2 separate regions of the Gadus morhua genome follow, and region 2 is linked to region 1. Evidence: chromatin contacts called from public Hi-C data. All regions are on one chromosome and are shown on one strand. Each heading gives the region's core, a stretch centred on a gene start, on an enhancer-like site or on the middle of the called end of the contact. The rest is flanking DNA. Distances are from core to core; before and after follow the strand shown. Region 1 holds the start of LOC115558760 (E3 SUMO-protein ligase PIAS1). Region 2 holds the start of slc38a9 (solute carrier family 38 member 9).

The links. A called contact is a pair of places that touch in the nucleus more often than the background predicts.
Region 2: a contact with region 1 is called in a Hi-C map of heart, with 2.3 times the contacts expected there. The contact joins the promoter of slc38a9 here to the promoter of LOC115558760 in region 1. A contact is called at or near these places in 3 of 6 Hi-C or Micro-C datasets (blood, gill and heart).

Annotation. Positions count from the first base shown.
Region 1 is chr14:18,560,661-18,564,634 of gadMor3.0, forward strand. It overlaps LOC115558760 (E3 SUMO-protein ligase PIAS1), which reads right to left and starts at 1,717. Exons shown (of 13, transcript XM_030377184.1): 1 at 1,686-1,717. The coding sequence starts at 1,709. It overlaps LOC115558180 (SKI family transcriptional corepressor 1 homolog-B), which reads right to left. Exons shown (of 6, transcript XM_030376061.1): 6 at 3,683-3,974.
Region 2 is chr14:18,732,725-18,736,698 of gadMor3.0, forward strand. slc38a9 (solute carrier family 38 member 9) reads right to left here and starts at 2,168. Exons shown (of 15, transcript XM_030376996.1): 1 at 1,949-2,168; 2 at 419-572. The coding sequence starts at 516.

The DNA of each region.
Region 1 (3,974 bases), core at 467-2,966:
TGTATCATTAGGGATTAACCTAGCCGCAGGCTCTACAAATAGACTGTCTCCACCTATAAGCCACCGGCACACAGACATTTATTTGTACTGCCAGGTTGTTGCTGGAGCAGCAGCTGTGCAGGTGAGAGAGGGAGCACTTCTGACATACTCTGAGTCCCGGGGATGGACCCACCATGGTCACTTTGTTGGGGCAATACAGCAGTAATACTATGAATACACATGCACAATCACTTTAAGACATGTTTGCTTTCTGATTGTTGAACACCTACCGCACTAGGAAGACATTGCCTTGAGAGAGTATGTCATTGTTGTCTCACAAATATTGGTAGACATCTCTAGCTAGAAATCTAAATAATTGTAAGATTACTTTGTTCATAGAACAGATGTAAAGCTATTGCCCTTAAATTGTTCTGGCATAGAATGAGGCATAAGGAGGTTCTGACCTCCAGATGAGAAGAGACATTTTCTTCAGGTGGCTAGAAGAACGATCAACACACCAAGAAGGTGGGCACACAACCTTCTGCAACAAAAAATGTACATCAGGGTATAGCTCAGAAAAAGAGTAGATGCATTGAGCTCGACTCCGCCTCATTCATTTGAAACGTGTTTCTGCTATAGACCCAATAAATACTGGGAATGTATTTGCAGACAAATGTCTGCTCAATTACTGCAATAACCTTGCTAAAATTTAGTCAAATGAAGTAGCCTAAAATGGAAGTAATGGATTAATGATAGTGTTGTCTGAAACAAATCCAATCTGTAGGATAGATGAATCTCCTGGTTAGGGTTAGGGTTAGGGTTAAGTAGCACTATGTAATATATGTACATGCATCCAAGAGACTCTTGTCCTGTCTCCTGACTCATTTAAATGCACAAACTTTAACAACACTTGGCAGAGGACTTTATCTGAACACTTTAACACATACAATTCTTGATTGCAATATTAAACTAATAACACTATTGTGACAACGTTACAAACATTGCTTAGTTGTTTATATTTTGTCAAGCAAAGTGATAAAACAATGCCCAGTTTAAACAAAGTTTATTTTTATGAAGCATGTATACTCAACGATAAAAAAACAAAGGTCTGATTTTATAGCAAATAAAATACCTAAAATACCAACCTACACCATTCGGCTAACAGTTTGAATCATAATTTACTCCGTTAATAAACTTTGTCAACAAACTTTGCTGAAGCTTCCAATTGTATGGCACTTAATGAATGAATATGAGGTTTTGTTGAAGCCAAAAACAGCCAGTAATCAGATGAAAACTGACATCGACCCAGTTGTCATCTGACGGCGCTCACCGAAATCTCATCTCTGTGACTGAAATCTTAAATATAACTCAATGGACAGTAAGCTTCCGGCATAACCATGAATGAAAGCAATAGGTCTGTTTCGCATACGAAGAAGATGAAGTCATTATAACGTTTAAAGCATGTAGCGTCCAGACAGTAAACACAGTTACGGCAAACCAGCTTGTCTCTCAATATCAACAAAAACATGCTGGCTGGGCTTTGGCTTCTGGAGATTCAAAAATGTTTCCCATGTTCTTACAATTTAAATGAAACACTTAACAAAATCCAAATTATCGTAGGCTTTAGTCGTGGAGTCCAAATAGGACTTCGCCTGCAAACGCCTGACAACCGATTAAATTTATAATGATTTCAAGCTGCGCCTTACCTTCAGTTCCGCACTCTCCGCCATCTTGTATTTCTTTGCGCAAGCGTGATAGAAGTTGGTCACATGACTGGGACGCGCAGAACCCTCCGTGGCCATGCCGCGGACGCGCAAATGGCAACAGAGGGAATGTTTTTTCAGCCAATCTGTATTGTGCATGACCTATTAAAGAATTGTATTGTGAGGCTAAAGCCTTTTTAAAATATTTTTTTGTGGTTCAAGGTCATACATTTTTTACTTACATTATTTTGAACAGTTGACACTCTTGTCACTCTTGTTCATTGTCACTCTTGCCTATAAGTTGTCTATTTTACAATTCAAATTATAATAAAGAATTTAATCAGGGTAAATTAGTTTACTACCTAACATATTTTCGTTCAAATACCTTGAGAAAAACTGTTTTAGAGGCTCAGAGCTCAGGTTATTGCATTTCAGGCCAAGAACCAGTAGATGGCAGCATATCACAACAAACTCACCTTGCGCGCCTGAAACGCAGGGAGGGAGGGAAATTAAATAGGCTACAAAATAAAGAAAATGGCAATTTATGTATGAATAAATTAATAAAGGAACAGTGAATGGATAAAAAAAAACCAATCAATTACCAACAACGATTAATGATCAAGTCATCCAGATTGTTTTCACAATTAGGAATATGTTCCATGCAATTCTTAATTACAATGAAGATAGAACAGCTTGACGTTTGATATATGAACTGATTTAAACCATTCTTTCCAACTATCAATATCCTTGTTGACTTCTCACTCAGTATGCTGAGTAAATTGCAAAAATCCCAATGCTTGTTACAATTATCAATTATCTGGAGTGTTTTCACAAATCGATTATCAATGCAGCATGTTATTTATTTATTTTTTGCACGAGATAACCACGTTCATCTAAATCCCGATTTTAACGCATACATCCAGAGTCTATAGCAGAGAGAACTACAACAGGTGCCTTAATGTTGAATTAAAAGTCAGCTGCAGCTGTAACGATCAAGTGCAGAATCAAGACACAAACCATAGCGGAAGAACAACAGCAAAAACATGCCTGTATGTTTATTATCTGTTAACAAAGCATAGGAAGCAAAACGCTGTATCATTTTAAAAACATGCAAAAATAATGCATCACAAACATGTTAATACAAAGATCGGTCATCTTTTTGGTAGCAGACATTGATTCGTTTGGCTTGTGCAAATTGTGTTTGTAGCCGATGTCAATTAAACGGAAGTTTAAGCTCACGTTTATTCTCCTTTAGAAAGGCCTGAAAGTATTTCCCTAAAAGAACGTGCGAGGACAGCATAGGCACATACACGCCATTGCAGCTTGAGTATTAGAAGGTTGATTCCTTGGAAAGAAGTTCCAATGCTCCCTTTTCTCTGATGTTAAAATAAAAAATAAATAAAAAAAACATTTTCGTACGAACCCAATGTCAAACAAATTCTCCATCCTAATGCCAAAAAGGTGGTTTATTTCCAGCGAGAAATATAAATGGGAATGTATCACTTCACTGTCATTATGTGAATATCTGTCTCACAAGTGTCTGGGGAAAAGGAGCCATCAGAGCGAACGTGTGATCAATACCTATTAGTCGTCCCTTTAGATGAATTAGGTTTCACCATGAGGTCAGGTCGGGCCCTGACTCAATGTCAAACATTATAAGTCCACTTGACTTGTCATGCACTAATGCAGTTGTCTTATAGAATCCTGTTAAGGCATTCTTCATATCTAATAAGGGGTAACCTGTGTTCTACTAAAGACCGCTAGGTGTCAGGCTTCTACTACAAAATAGAAAAGACAGTCGACTCTAAACAGTCAGTGGCAACCAATTTTTAATAACAACAACATGGATACATAGGCCCCACATGGCCTGGAGTAACCCCAAATTCGTCGTGGATAGATGATCAGAGACACCAGTATCGCATTGGTAATCACTTCTCCCAGGGTTGTTTTCATAAGTGTCAAAAAATAAATAGGCCTAGGAATAACAATAATCATAATAATCATAATCATACACAAGTTTAATGGTTTAAATAAAGCCAAGGGGATACATGAAAGGGCAGTTTAAAGAAAAAGGATCACACGTAGCCTTTGTGATCCTTTCCAAAACTTAAATTATATCAATGCTATTGATCGTGATGGCAGGGTGATCAGTGTTTAGGAGCATCATAGGCTACATCAATGAATGTGAATTTGAATGTTGGTGAATCACTTATTTTATTTAAACAACATAAAGCAAGACATAATTGGGGTATTTATTTTATATTGGACCATTTCGCTGAAACCTGAAACCTG
Region 2 (3,974 bases), core at 918-3,417, 170 kb after region 1:
GTTAAAATATATACTAGATGCTGGTTATAGATGGTGATGTAACTTGTGTGGCGCGATACATATTATACACTTTTAAAACCATACTTATGAATATTCAATTTCTGCCAGTGGCCATTAAATTCTACACATTTCTCCTTTAACGCAACCCATTCCTCTCAATCTATTTAAAAGACATTTGTGGAAGCACTGGATGAGGATGACATTATGAGGATCAGCGATGTTGAGCAGGCTTTGGATAGCTCTGTTGTTTCTGTATTGCTGAGCTTCCCTTATTTAATAATCAAACCCATTTAGCAGCATCAGGTAACAAGAATTAGTGCACAGCGGAAAAACGTGATTACAAGATCATCTTTTTCTGCTACTGCCACCTCATCTTTATTATGACAAGAATATTAAGTGGTGCATGATGTAAACCTGCCTTTTAGCTTTGCAGTCCAAAAAGTCGGTGGAGTCCCTCCGGTCTGAGCTCTCAGAATTTTGATCTGAGCTTACAAGTGGTTTCCAGTCCTCGTCCATGATGCTTGGTTAGTGTCTTGAAATCATTACCCAAATGAGGCTTTGATCGTATAGGTCTAAGCAAATGAAACAGTAAAGAAAATATATTTGGAGGCTTAAAAGGTCAGTTCACACATGAAACATGTTAGCTTTATCTTTTGAATAATTTGTGTTGCGTGTAATTCATGATAATGCTACCGGAGTCATTGTGTTTTATAAGTTCACACTCTGTGTATAGCTGTGTTCCTATTTAGAGGCAGTAGCTGCCGCTACAGGAACATACATGAGCAAATTTCCTTCTTTATGAGATGTGTTGTTGCTGGTTATACAGCAACTTGAATAATGCAGCTTGATGGCAAGCTTCCCAAACCTTGGACCCTGGTTTCCAACGCAATTTATAGTTGTGTGGCTTTTCCTGCAGCGCGTCTAGCTGGGCCAGGATTGCCTTCGAAAACTGAAGTTCAGGGTTTTCTAGTTCCAGGGATGTGCAAAATTCCCCTTTCTGAAGGTCGAATAAAGGTTGGTGGTATAGCGAATAATCGACAATGCAAATTTGTCCACAGGGTCAGAAATTAACACCTTGCAGGTGCCGAATGTGGTTCAAAGTGGCATTGCAAAACCGATATCCTGAACCAAGGCACTAAATAAAGATGTTTACACTAGTCAATCTGTGGATGCTTGAATACTTTGGTTACGTCGAAAATGTATCCTTTAAGGAAATAAGCAGCCGAAACTTCCTGATTGTAACTATCAGGACAGGTGTTTTAGCATTCCGGCTAATACTAATTTAAGCCAATCGGTAATATTTTTTAAGTATTGCTCCATGGTTTAGCCAACGGTTTTAGCTATTCAAATATGTGCGTTTACAATTTCGTGTGCAATACATAGGCCTACTCGTCAGCCATTCTTTTCATTAAATGTATTTACCATAGTTTAACAATATTGAGTACTGTTGGCCTTTCAAGTAAAATATATAGTCCCCTCCCCTGGATATGTTCTACTTGTAGAAGTGCAGCCTGTTGTCCTCTTTATTATGTGCAGGCAGTGTTATTTTTGATTGCAAACGTTTGAAGTATGCATCAAGCGTTGTAGTGTTACAAGCAGTGAAAAACAAAATACAATGTTATGCGTTATAGACGACACAAGGATAGGCTATTCGCCAACTTTTTAGACTCGGATGCAAATCTATATACAAATTTGAGGTGTAGATAAAGGCTGGTCTAAAATCAGACGTATTTATGAAAGATTAGAGTTTGACGTTAAAAGTTATTATGAATTGATATCCGATCAATTCGATAGGTAATACTAAATCGTGGTGTTGTTTAGGTTACTTACCTTTCAGTGTCACGTTTCAAACTAACAGATACCTAACGTAACCCTAACAATATTTCCATAGACTTGATAGTATGGTAAACAACGTTTTCTATAGATGCAACGCTCAGCGAAGTCTCACCACAATTGATTTCCGCTGTCTCATTCACGTGACTGTTTTTGTTGACACAGCAGTGAGCCCAGTCCTTGCGACACTGTAACGTGTGGACCTAGGGGTTGGCGGTACCAAAGAACTGGGCGGTGCAAAATAAATAGGCGGCATAACAGATTCTCCCCTTGATTTGTTCGTGAATGTTGTCTGTCAGACGTTGGTGACTGACCGACCAATAGCCTCCATGTACAGGTACTTCCGCCCGGTTCTGTGCAAGGCAGCTTACGTGACGCATAGATGTGACGTTCCTCACTTCGGTACTACTTCCTACGCCATTTAACCTAACCTATATTCTATAATATGTCCATGCATTTAACAGACTAAAGGTCAGATAACCGGTACAATTATTATCCATATCATTTAGATGAATTTATTCAAAGCGCATTTTCAAGGCTTTTGTGTCGACATTTTAGTATGTAGCCTACTACACTCTGGATGTGTTCATACTTTTTCCATTTGAAAGATAACTTTGTATAGGCATATGTATCCCTGGGGACCAGCCGGTTGATGTCAGAGGTTTTAAAGAATAACTCATCCATGCAACAGCTTCTACTCTGGTAACAACAATTACACATGTGCATCACTTGATTACTATTGATCCGTAGCAGCATCCTGCAGAAACGACCTATCAGGGTGCGGTCTGCTTTAATTTTTTTGGATTCCCACCTCTGATTGGTTGGAAGGGCTCTCCGACGAAGTTTACCGACTCTACGTGAAGACGCATGAGAGACGCGGTAAAGCAGAAGAAAATAAAATACAATAGATAATAATGGATACGAATTCCAGAAAAATATTATTTGAATATAAATTAATAAATTAATTGCTGATTATTAAACACACAAAATACACCGTAAGAAAATAAAATGATGACTTCACATTTAAGAAAGATTACTGGGGGCAGTTAATTTCAACATCAGCATAAGTTGAGCCTCTTTTTTTCACATGTGATTTGGGATTCAACTGGCCTAAAATATTCCCGTTGACCAAGTCCGACCTAAGTACGACAAGAACGCATCGATTGAGGGAGCGCTTGTTGTAATCCAACTTAGGAAAACTGTAGTTCCACGCGAGAGACGCTAGAGGTACTGGCCGTCGCGTAATGAAGTTCGAGGGTAAAACGCCAGAGCTTAGTTGATGATGGTTAACACCCCAGGGCAGAGGGTGGGGAGACAGGCCTTCAATAGGGTCGTTGGCAGTAGGTCCAGACTGCTGGATGTAGTCCTGGCTTTGGTCATGAGGTCAAAGACTCCAGCAGGGAAAAGGTAGAGAAGCAGCACTGTGGAGGGCAGGCATATGGGTGGTTTGTATCCTGCAGATTTTATGTAGCCGGCGGGCAGGGTCATCCGGAGCTGCTGATGGAGGGTTTCCATCCATCAGCAAATTGAAGAAATCCAGGAACCTGGAGCAGAGGTCAGCAGCATCAGAGGGTTGTGGGGCATCAGGAAGGTTGAGAAGGAGGGTGATGGTAGAGAAATATTGTTTGGGATGTTTTTGAGTAGTGTTAGAGTGTTTGGAGTAATAGAGTGTTTTTGTCAAGGAGAGAGCCTCTTTGTAATCCTTGACGTGGTCTCTGTAGGCTTTGCGAAGGACAGTGAGGCCAGGTCTTTTGTATAGCCTCTCGAGCCGGCACCCAATGGACTTCAACCTCGGAAGCTCTGGGGTAAACCAGGGAGTGGGGCGGGCAAAAAAGACAGATCTTGTGATTAATGGGGCAATGGAGCCCAGGCTGAGGGCGAGAGCGATGTTGTAATGCTCCACCAGGCCGTCGACTGTGTGGTTTTGGGGCTGGATGGTGAGGTTGATCGCTAGAGTGTTGGCCAGCATGGATGTACACACACGTTTCCTGTTCCTGTATGTGATGGACTGCTTTGAGGGCTGCTTTGGGAGGGCACAGGGACAGAAAACAGGACGGAATGGTGATCAGAAACAGCCCAACAACAGGGCCCTGCAATGGAGATGGGAGGGGGTTGTTTCAGCGCAGCACACCAGGTCCAAG